2 separate regions of the Rattus norvegicus genome follow, and region 1 is linked to region 2. A link is a contact called in public Hi-C data. All regions are on one chromosome and are shown on one strand. The core of a region is the stretch at or near the end of the contact, and the rest is flanking DNA. Distances in the headings are between cores, read along the strand shown.

Evidence for each region. A called contact is a pair of places that touch in the nucleus more often than the background predicts.
Region 1: a contact with region 2 is called in a Hi-C map of the Rat2 cell line, with 7 times the contacts expected there. The contact joins two enhancer-like sites. A contact is called at or near these places in 8 of 12 Hi-C or Micro-C datasets (the A7r5 cell line, the Rat2 cell line, Schwann cells and 4 more).

The regions. Positions count from the first base shown.
Region 1 is chr8:75,720,613-75,724,897 of GRCr8, forward strand. Dapk2 (death-associated protein kinase 2) reads left to right here. Exons shown (of 12, transcript NM_001395735.1): 12 at 1-7. Among named protein-coding and RNA genes, the nearest start is that of Herc1, 74 kb to the right of the region's middle. Within about 2 kb of position 2,844, at least 58 of the 93 cell types and tissues checked have an H3K27ac peak or open chromatin away from gene starts, as enhancers often do.
Region 2 is chr8:75,578,292-75,582,900 of GRCr8, forward strand. No RefSeq gene overlaps it. Among named protein-coding and RNA genes, the nearest start is that of Ciao2a, 15 kb to the left of the region's middle. Within about 2 kb of position 3,235, at least 3 of the 93 cell types and tissues checked have an H3K27ac peak or open chromatin away from gene starts, as enhancers often do.

The DNA.
Region 1 (4,285 bases), core at 1,594-4,093, 140 kb after region 2:
TATCTAATGCTTGGCTGTTTGAGGAGCTTTCTCCATCTGATTCCCTGTAGCCTAAGACCTGCAGCATGGGGAACACTAGGATTGGCTGCTAAGTGGACAGAACCTCAAGAGGTGATCTGAGCAGTCTTCTGAGAAGGCGATAAGATGTGGTCCTGCTGCATCCTCCCTTGAAAGTGTCCCCCTCCACTGCCCCATCACAGAAGGCTGTGATCCACCCACCACCGCTGCTGTCAGCCCTCCTGTTAGGGGATGACTTGTAACTCCCCAACTTCATAAGTTGAAGTCCTAGTCCTCAGTGTCTATCACTAGAGATAAAGTGATAAGTGGCTCATTAAAGTGGGGCCATCAAGGTAAACCCTACTATGATATGATTAATATCCTTATAAAAAGGGGAAGAATTGGGGCTGGAGAGATGGTTTATTGGTTAAGAGCAATTTCTGCTTTTTCAGAGGACCCGGTTTTCAGTGTCAGCACCCACAAGGGGCACCAGGCACATGGTGCTTGTACATGTATGCAGACACATGTGTATACATAAAATTACAAATAATAACAAAAGGAGATTTCCTCTGGGTATGGTAGCTCATCTCTGTAATCCTAGCACTCAGAAGGCTAAGGCAGGGGGATTGCCATGAGTTCAAGTCCAGACTGGTATATGGGGGAGATTTACCACCTGTGGAGCTTTACACCTCTAAGTCCTAACTCCTTAGGACATTGAGGTAGAAGGATAACTTGAGCCCAGGAGTTAAGAACAGCCTGGGCAACAAGGAGAAGCAGGAGGAACAGGAGGAGGAAGAAACTGAGAAAGAGAAGAGGAAGAGGAGAAGCAGGAGGAACAGGAAGAGGAACAGGAGGAGGAAATTAAGATTAAAAAAAAAAGCACACGAGGACACTGCATCTCTATTGGCCTCTATAAACTAGGGAGAAAGACCTCAAAAAAAAAAAAGCCAGCTGCTGAGTGCTGTGCTAGGTTCTGTGCTGGGTGCTGTGCTAGGTCCTGTGCTGGGTGCTATGCTGAGTGCTGTGCTAGGTGCTGTGCTAGGTGCTGTGCTAGGTGCTGTGCTGGGTGCCTGTAATCCCAACACTTGGGAGGCAGAGACAGGAGGATCATGCTACAAATCTGAGGCCACCCTGGTTTACACATTGAGTTCCAGGCTAGCCAGGGCTATGTAGCAAGACCCTATCTCAGAAAGCCAAAGGGTGAGTGGGGTTGGGGGTCCAGTAATCAACCCATGCTGAATCTCAGATGGCGGGTCTCCATTGTGAGAAATTAAATTTCTGTTGTTTAAGCTCTTTAGTCTGTGGCAGTGCTAGCAAACGGGAATTCTTAACAATCTAGATGGAGGAGGGCAAAGAAGCACCCACAGGGAGAAATAGGAAGAGAACGATCAGTGAGGCCAGTAAGGAAATTTCTACTGCGTACAAACCCACGCTAAGGGCAAGGGTGTGTGTGTGTGTGTGTGTGTGTGTGTGTGTGTGTGTGTGTGTGTGTGTGTGTGTAATGTAGTGATATATACATGTATAGAACACTTTGTTTTTGTTTCCTGACTATATCACAGGAATAGGACTCCTTAGCTAGTCTGTTTCTAAAATACCAGGTACTCTGAAAGAGAGAGAGGGAGAGAGAGAGAGAGAAAGAGAGAGATAGAGAGAGAGAGAGAGAGAGAGAGAGAGAGAGAGAGAGAGAGAAGGAAAGCACAGAGGTGAGTGAGTATGGCATTAATTCCTTTTAGTTAACAGGGCTTTTGTTGTTTGTATAATTTTTTTTACACCGAATGATTGATGATTGTGTGTATGGGGGCACACATGCTCTATGGAATGCATGAGGAGCTCAGAGGACAACTTGCAAAAATCAATTCTCTTCTACTATATGAATCCTGGGGATTGATTTCAGGTGATCTCAAGTTGTCCGGCAGGCTTGGCAGCGGGCACCCTTATCTGCTGAGCCCTCTAGCCAGTCCTTGTTTTGTTTTGAAACAGGATCTCATAAAGCCCAGGCTGCCCTTGAACTCTTGATCCTCCTATCCCTATCTCCCGAATGCTGGCAGTACAAGTGTGCACCGTCATAGTCGAGGTGAACAGTAAGTCTCAGTCACACTGTGTGAGTCAGCCAAGCTTCCTTTGTGCTATAGATGGATCTAGAGCAGAACAGTCCCCAAAGAACTGAAAGGCTCTGGTTCCAGAAAAGCTCACAGCAAGTGGAGGCCACACTACTCCCACACACCGCCGAGTCCCTGTGGCCTCTCCCTACTGGCAGATGGATGCAGGAGTAGAATAACAAGCCCAGCGGAGACAGGTGTGTTCTGTTGGCTCTGAGGAGGAGGTGTTGACAAGCTGACACCTCAAGGCTGAGAGAGGTCACAGCAGTCTTTGAAGAAAGTGAAAGACCAGAGATGAAAACCACATTCTGTGAGAGAAGTTCTTTGAAGAGCTCTGAGGTAGCTGCTGTCCCAAGTGTCTACCTGTGTGCTTGCTGGATGCCACATTAATATTCCATAAACACACATATAAATATTTTAGCACACACTGTGTTGCAATCTTCAACTCACAATCTTGATTCCAGACCTTGGAATCCACTTGTCTTTTCCATTCATACATTTATTTGCCAATAAAACAAAGCAAACAAAAACTCCCAGCATAGTTTGAAAGCAGAAGAAGGTCACATTTAAATAAGCAAATGAACCATGAGCTCTCTAGAAAGAAACTCCAAGCCCTGGGCTCCATGGGTAATCACATGTGAAAACCGGGCTGTTGAAAGGACCAGCAACCATCACAGGCTTAGAGAACTTTCTTTCCATCGGGCCCCACCCCCTCCGCTCCCAGTTTGATGTCAGCCCCATACTGTTCTATTCACAGTTGCTGCAACCCCCAAAATATCGCTCTTGGCGTCTGCTGAGAAGGTCCCTTTCTCAGCAAACCTTCACAGGCCTAGGGACTCTCACAGAAGAAAAGCTTCCAACGGTGGCTAATTGCTGTCTCAAAGGCAACCAGCCCAGTTGGTGAACTTCCTTCAAGTTTTCCTCTGCTTGATTGTCCCTCCCTCCCACGGGTGCCCTCCATCAGCAGCAATTCATAAAGGGTAACTAAACACAGATTTTCCTTTCCTCACTGAGTAGAATCCACAGCCCTAGCTCTTAGTCTAGAAAACAGTCGATTATGTTATCTAGGGACAACACGATATTGTAAGCTCTTCCATCAGCCCTCAAGTTAAAGAAAATAACAACAGAAATGAGGGAGGCGGTGATTTGGAGGGACCTGTGTGTCAGTGAGGCATTCTCTGCAGCCCTGTGCACAACCTTGTAAGGGAAATGAGTTCCATTTTTAACGATGATGAAGCCAGCCTCAACAAAGAACTGTGCCTGCCTTCTCCCAGCTGGAGCTCTTGGGATCTGGATTCCAGCCCAGATTTGCCTGCCCTGGATTCACATTCTACGTTTCCTAGGGGGAAAAAAGTAAAAAAAAAAAAATAATAATAATAAAAAAGAAGAAGAAAAAAAAGGAAAAGAAAAAAGAGAATCTTGGAGAATCGCATGAAGTACAATTCTTTCTATTTCAAAACGAAAAATCTGTACATAATAACATCGTGTTTTAGAAGCAGAGAGGACTTCAGTAGAAATCCCAGCTCACTCCAGGGCAGCTACACCAGGGAGGCAGGGTGGGCAGTGGCTGGCATTCAGGGTTCTGCTTCTTTGGTTTTGGTTTTGTGGTACTGAAGATTAAACCCAGGCCCTTGAATGTGCCAGACAGGCATCCAGCCACTGAGCCACAGCCCTAGCCCTGCAGCCAGGCTTGGTGAATTCCTCTACTCTGTCTCCTTGTTTTTACTGGTAGTATTGCATTAGTGAAAAATCTCATAACAAAATGTCGGGTCTGGGTGACTTATGTACTAGAAATTTACTTTTTCAGCTTTAGAGACTGCAAGGTGTCTGTAGCATTGTCTCAGTCTGAGGCATCTTTCCTTAGTTTGTCATGTCCTGGTCTTCTCTCTTTAGATGTCTTTAAAACAAACAAACAAACACCAAGGTCTCTAGTCATGCTGGATTAGTGCCCATAATATATCTTCCTCTTATCTATTTATCCCTATAAAAGGCCCTGTCTTTAAATATAACTTGTAAAATATAACTTGTATAAATATAACTTGTAAAGTTCCATAAGTGGGTTTAGGAGGAAGTAAACAATTAATTCAGTCCATAAAATTCCTTCAACTTGGGTTAGGGACATAACTCAGTGGCACAGTGCTCTTTTCACATGTGCAAAGCCCTGGGTTCGGTTCCCAGTCCTGGTAGAG
Region 2 (4,609 bases), core at 1,985-4,484:
CAAACTGAGTCCGAGCTGGTGGGCAGATCCAATAGAAGAGGCAGAGGGATGAAGTGTGACCTCTGAGTGTACAGTAGAGTAGGGACTGCTGCTCTCTCTGCCAGAATCTGGCTACTATAGCCAGAGAAAACTCAAGCATACCTGTGGGGATTTTCACAGTAGAGGAGGTCCTAAGGTCTCCTACAGTCCCCATACACTAATTTGCGTCCTTCGTGAACCACTGTGGAAGCCATCTTCCACTCTCGGTCACTGTGTTAGGTAGACAAGAATCTCATAAAAGACCCTGAACTAGAGTGGTCCTATTTCTGACGCGGAAGGGAAGGGCTATGCTAGAGAATAAATGTTTATTGTTTATTTCACTAGGAGTTTTTGGGCAGGGGTAAGTTCGTCACAGGGTGCCAACCGCATTTTGGCAGAAGGCAGGGATGTGACACTCAGCATTCTGTTGAGGGAAATATTAAGAAGTCAACTTAGAGTTTGGAGGTGTGGTCTGTGGGTGAGAGAGACTCAGGACATCAGACAGGCCTAAGGAGCAAATTGGAACAGGGCTAGAGGCTAGGGACCTTGGAAATGTATTAGTACTTTAAAAAAAATTTTTTTTTAAAAATTTAAATGCATGTATGTTTTGCCTGCACATATGTCTGTGCACCACATGTGTGCCTAGTACCTGTGGAGGCCAGCGATGGGCATCAGATCCCCTGGAATTGGAGTTGCAGATGGTAGTGAGCTGCCATGTGGGTGCTGGGAACCAATCCCTGGGTGCTGCAAGAGTAAGAAGTGCCCTTAGGGGGTTGGGGATTTGGCTCAGTGGTAGAGCGCTTGCCTAGCAAGTGCAAGGTCCTGGGTTCAGTCTCTGGCCTCAGGTCTGACTACTTTGAAGGCAAAGCAGTGCCTGAATCATGAATCTTGCTGTGGTGCCATAATTGACATTGGCCAACAGACTTTCGGCAGGGCCAAGGCAGAGGGTCTGGGTCCGTGCTGCCTGGGGCCCATGGATATCTGCCCTGTTCTGTGTTCTTCACCCTAATGCATGCGTGTGCCATTTGGCCAGTGTTTACTTCTAGAACAGCGGTTCTCAATCTGTGGCTCCTGATCCCCTTGAAGGTCAAATGGCCCTTTCACAGGGGTCTTACATCAGATATCCTGCACACCAGATATTTACATTACAATTCATAAAGTAGCCAAATTACATGTATGAAGTAGGAACAAATAATTTTGTGGGAGGGGGTCAGCACAGTGTGAGGAACTGTATTAAAGGATTGCAGTATTAGGAAAGTTGAGAAAGTTCTAGAAGATAGGACAGACATTCTCTGAGAGGGTCTTTGGAACTTGTGATGTTAGGGCCCAGGAAAAAATACCCAAAGTGTGTTTTGGCTGAGTACTGTAAACTAGGGAGACCAAGGTCAGACATGGTGCCTCATGCATATAATCCCAGGGCCCTGGAGGCTAAAGCAGGGGGATCATCTTGAGTTCAAGACCAACCTGGGCTAAGGAGTGAGACTGTTTCTTAGTCCCAAAAGTAATTAAGACAATGCCTTAAGGGCAAATTTTCTCTGCCCTCCTGTGACCTGTACCTCTGTCCCCCTCTCCCCTGAAGTCCTAGAATCCAGAATTTTTCTTCCCCAGGGCAGGTCCTTAGCCCCTCTCTCTGCTTAAGAGACAAGAATAAAGGAACTCTGTTCTACCTCATCAGACAATAAGAGCCTCACTTCAGAGGGTCCTACCCTCTCACTGAAAGGAAGACCACTGCAGAGAATCCAAGAAGTCTGGACAGACAGACTTGCTAGCCCTGCTATTTCCCCCTGCACAAGCATTACCTCATGTTCTCCCATGCATCTCTGGCAGAGAAATTTCTTTGAAACGTTTTAGGGCAGCTGAGAGTCTAGGTCTGTGGCGGAGCACTTGCCTCATAAACACCAGGCTTGGGTTTAGTCTGCACACTGCGGGAAAGATGCCAGTGTAGATATGTACCTGAGAGACTGACCCAGGAGGAGCCCGACTTTGACCAGCCTGTGCCACACGTACAATACTCGGTCTTAATGAGTGTTACATTGCTGTGAAGAGCTACTATGACCAAGGCAATGCTCATAGAAGTAAGCACTTAAACGGGGGCCAGCTTACAGTTTTAGAGGGTTAGTACATTATCATCATAGCAGGACACTTGACTGAAGGCAGACAGGCATGGGGCTAAGCGTACCTCCTGATCCCTGGGCAGAAAGAGACACTGGGCTTTGTGACACACCTCCTTCAATAAGGCAGCACTTCCTAACCAGTCTTAAGCAGTTCCACTAACTGGAACCAAGTATTCAAACACGAGCCTCTGGGGTCCATTGTTGATCAATCATAGATCCTGCCTTAGTCAGGGTTTCTATTGCTGTGATGAAACACCCCGACCAAAAAGCAACTTGGGGAGGAGGGTTTGTCTGGCTCAGGATTCCACATCACAGTTCCTCATCAAAGGAAGTCAGGGCAGGGCCCTGGAGACAGTACCTGATGGGGATGCAATGGAAGTAGCTGCTTACTGGCTTGCTCAACCTGCTTTTTTACAGAACCCACAACTATCAGCTCAAGGGTGGCACCACCTACGATGGGCTGGGCCCTCCCTTATCAAGCAAGAAAATGCCCTACAGGCTGGGGTACAGCCTGATCTGATGGAGGCATTTTCTTAATTGTGGTTCCCTCCTCAGATGGCTTTAGCTAGTGTCAAACTGACATAAAACCATCCATTATAGACCCCATCTCAACAAACGAGAGAGAGAGAGAGAGAGAGAGAGAGAGAGAGAGAGAGAGAAAGAGAGAACATGAGAGGGCTTGAGACTTTTCACACTGTTAGAACTTGATAACTCCACCCTTGTAGAGTAACAGATAAGCAAAGGGTGCTGAGGTTCCAGTAACATTTATGGATGGGGTCTGGAGATGTGGCTCAGTTGGCAGAGGGCTCGCCTGGTGCACATGAAGCCCTGGGGTCTAGCCCTAGCACCACACAACCTGCAGGGTGGCCTGGAACTTAACGATGTATCCCGGATTGGCCTCAAACTCAGGGGACTCCTCCTGCCTCAGCCTCTTTTTTTTTTTTTTTTTTTTTTTGGTTCTTTTTTTTGGAGCTAGGGACCGAACCCAGGGCCTTGCGCTTCCTAGGCAAGCGCTTTACCACTGAGCTAAATCCCCAACCCCCCCTGCCTCAGCCTCTTGAGTACTTACAAGTATGAGCCTCCACTTGAAAGTTCTGCAGTGTTATTTATAGCCCAGAGTTATGACTTGAGTCACAGGAGTGGTGGGATACACCCAGCACTCAGGAAGTAGAAGGGAGGGATCGGAAGTTAAGAGACAGTTTATTTAGGCTAAAGATCTTGTTTCAGAACAAAACAAAAAGTGTGTTCCTGAACACAATTGTCATCTCATTGTTATTATAATTATTATTTTAGGCGGGGTCTCATTATGCAGCCTTGGTTGGACTCAAACCTAGAGAAACTTGGCTGTCTTTGGCTTCTAAATGTATACATTGCAGGCACATGTCATCGCACTTGGTATAAAATTTAATTTCATGTGATTTTCATGCACCCTGAACTCTCCCTTTCCCCGCAGTCTCAACCATTTAAAAGCAATGAAACCCATCTTACCTTGAAGATCATATAAAAAAGCGAGCGCTGAACTACATTTGATCCCTTTGGAACGTCTCAAACCAGTTTGAGAATCAGTCAAAATATAGACCTTCCCCCTAAATCCCCCTAAAGAAAAGAAAGGGAATTTACAGACATGGCCCTGACTCCAGTGCTTTGGCAGCCAGTGGATCCTAAGTCGACAGCTCTGGGCTACAAACAGCTGAGACTGGAAGTGAAAGTGCACACCTGTAAGAAATAGAGGCCGAGGCCGGAGGCACCCCGGAGTCTGAGACCAACCTCAGTTACACTGTAAATTCCAGGCCAGCTTGGACTGCAGTGTGAGCCAAGACAACAGCAGTGAAACCAAGCAAATCGTGGAGCTGAGCGTTTGGGCTTGCTGTTCCCCTGATAATTCTCCAGATCGGCGCCTTGTTAGATGTCTCCTCAACACAAGGACTTTGTTACCCAGAGGTGGATGTCCCCAGCAGGATAGAGTCGAGTGTCAGTCAGAGAGGGCTGCAGGTTAGGAGAGGGGAGGATTGCTACAAAGGGCTTCCACAGTCCAGTGCGTGTCTCTCCTGTATTAATAAGACGGCAGAAAACAAGCCGGGACACTGCGGGGCTTCAGATCAATCCCTGGTGTTTCCAGGCTGGCCCCGGTGTGATCTTATTTACGACAGTTGTGCTGAGTGTGGGGACGTTGCTGTGTGAGGCTCTCTCCTAGTTCTGGGTACCTCATAGACCCTTGACCCTCACGGAGCAGGTGACCAAGATCATAGACTTCAGGTTAAACTGCACCTTGTTCTAACCGCAACTGGGCTCTGAGCTAGTTGTGTGACCATGGTAGGTTGCCTAATGTCTGTGTGCCTTTCCATCCCCTTTTCTACACATGTCCATAGCATTACCTAGGTTACAAGGATGGTGTAAAAGAAGAACGCTGAGGACTACGCTGGAAACCTAGAATATGCTTTGTTAAAAGTAGAAGAGAGGGGTTGGGGATTTAGCTC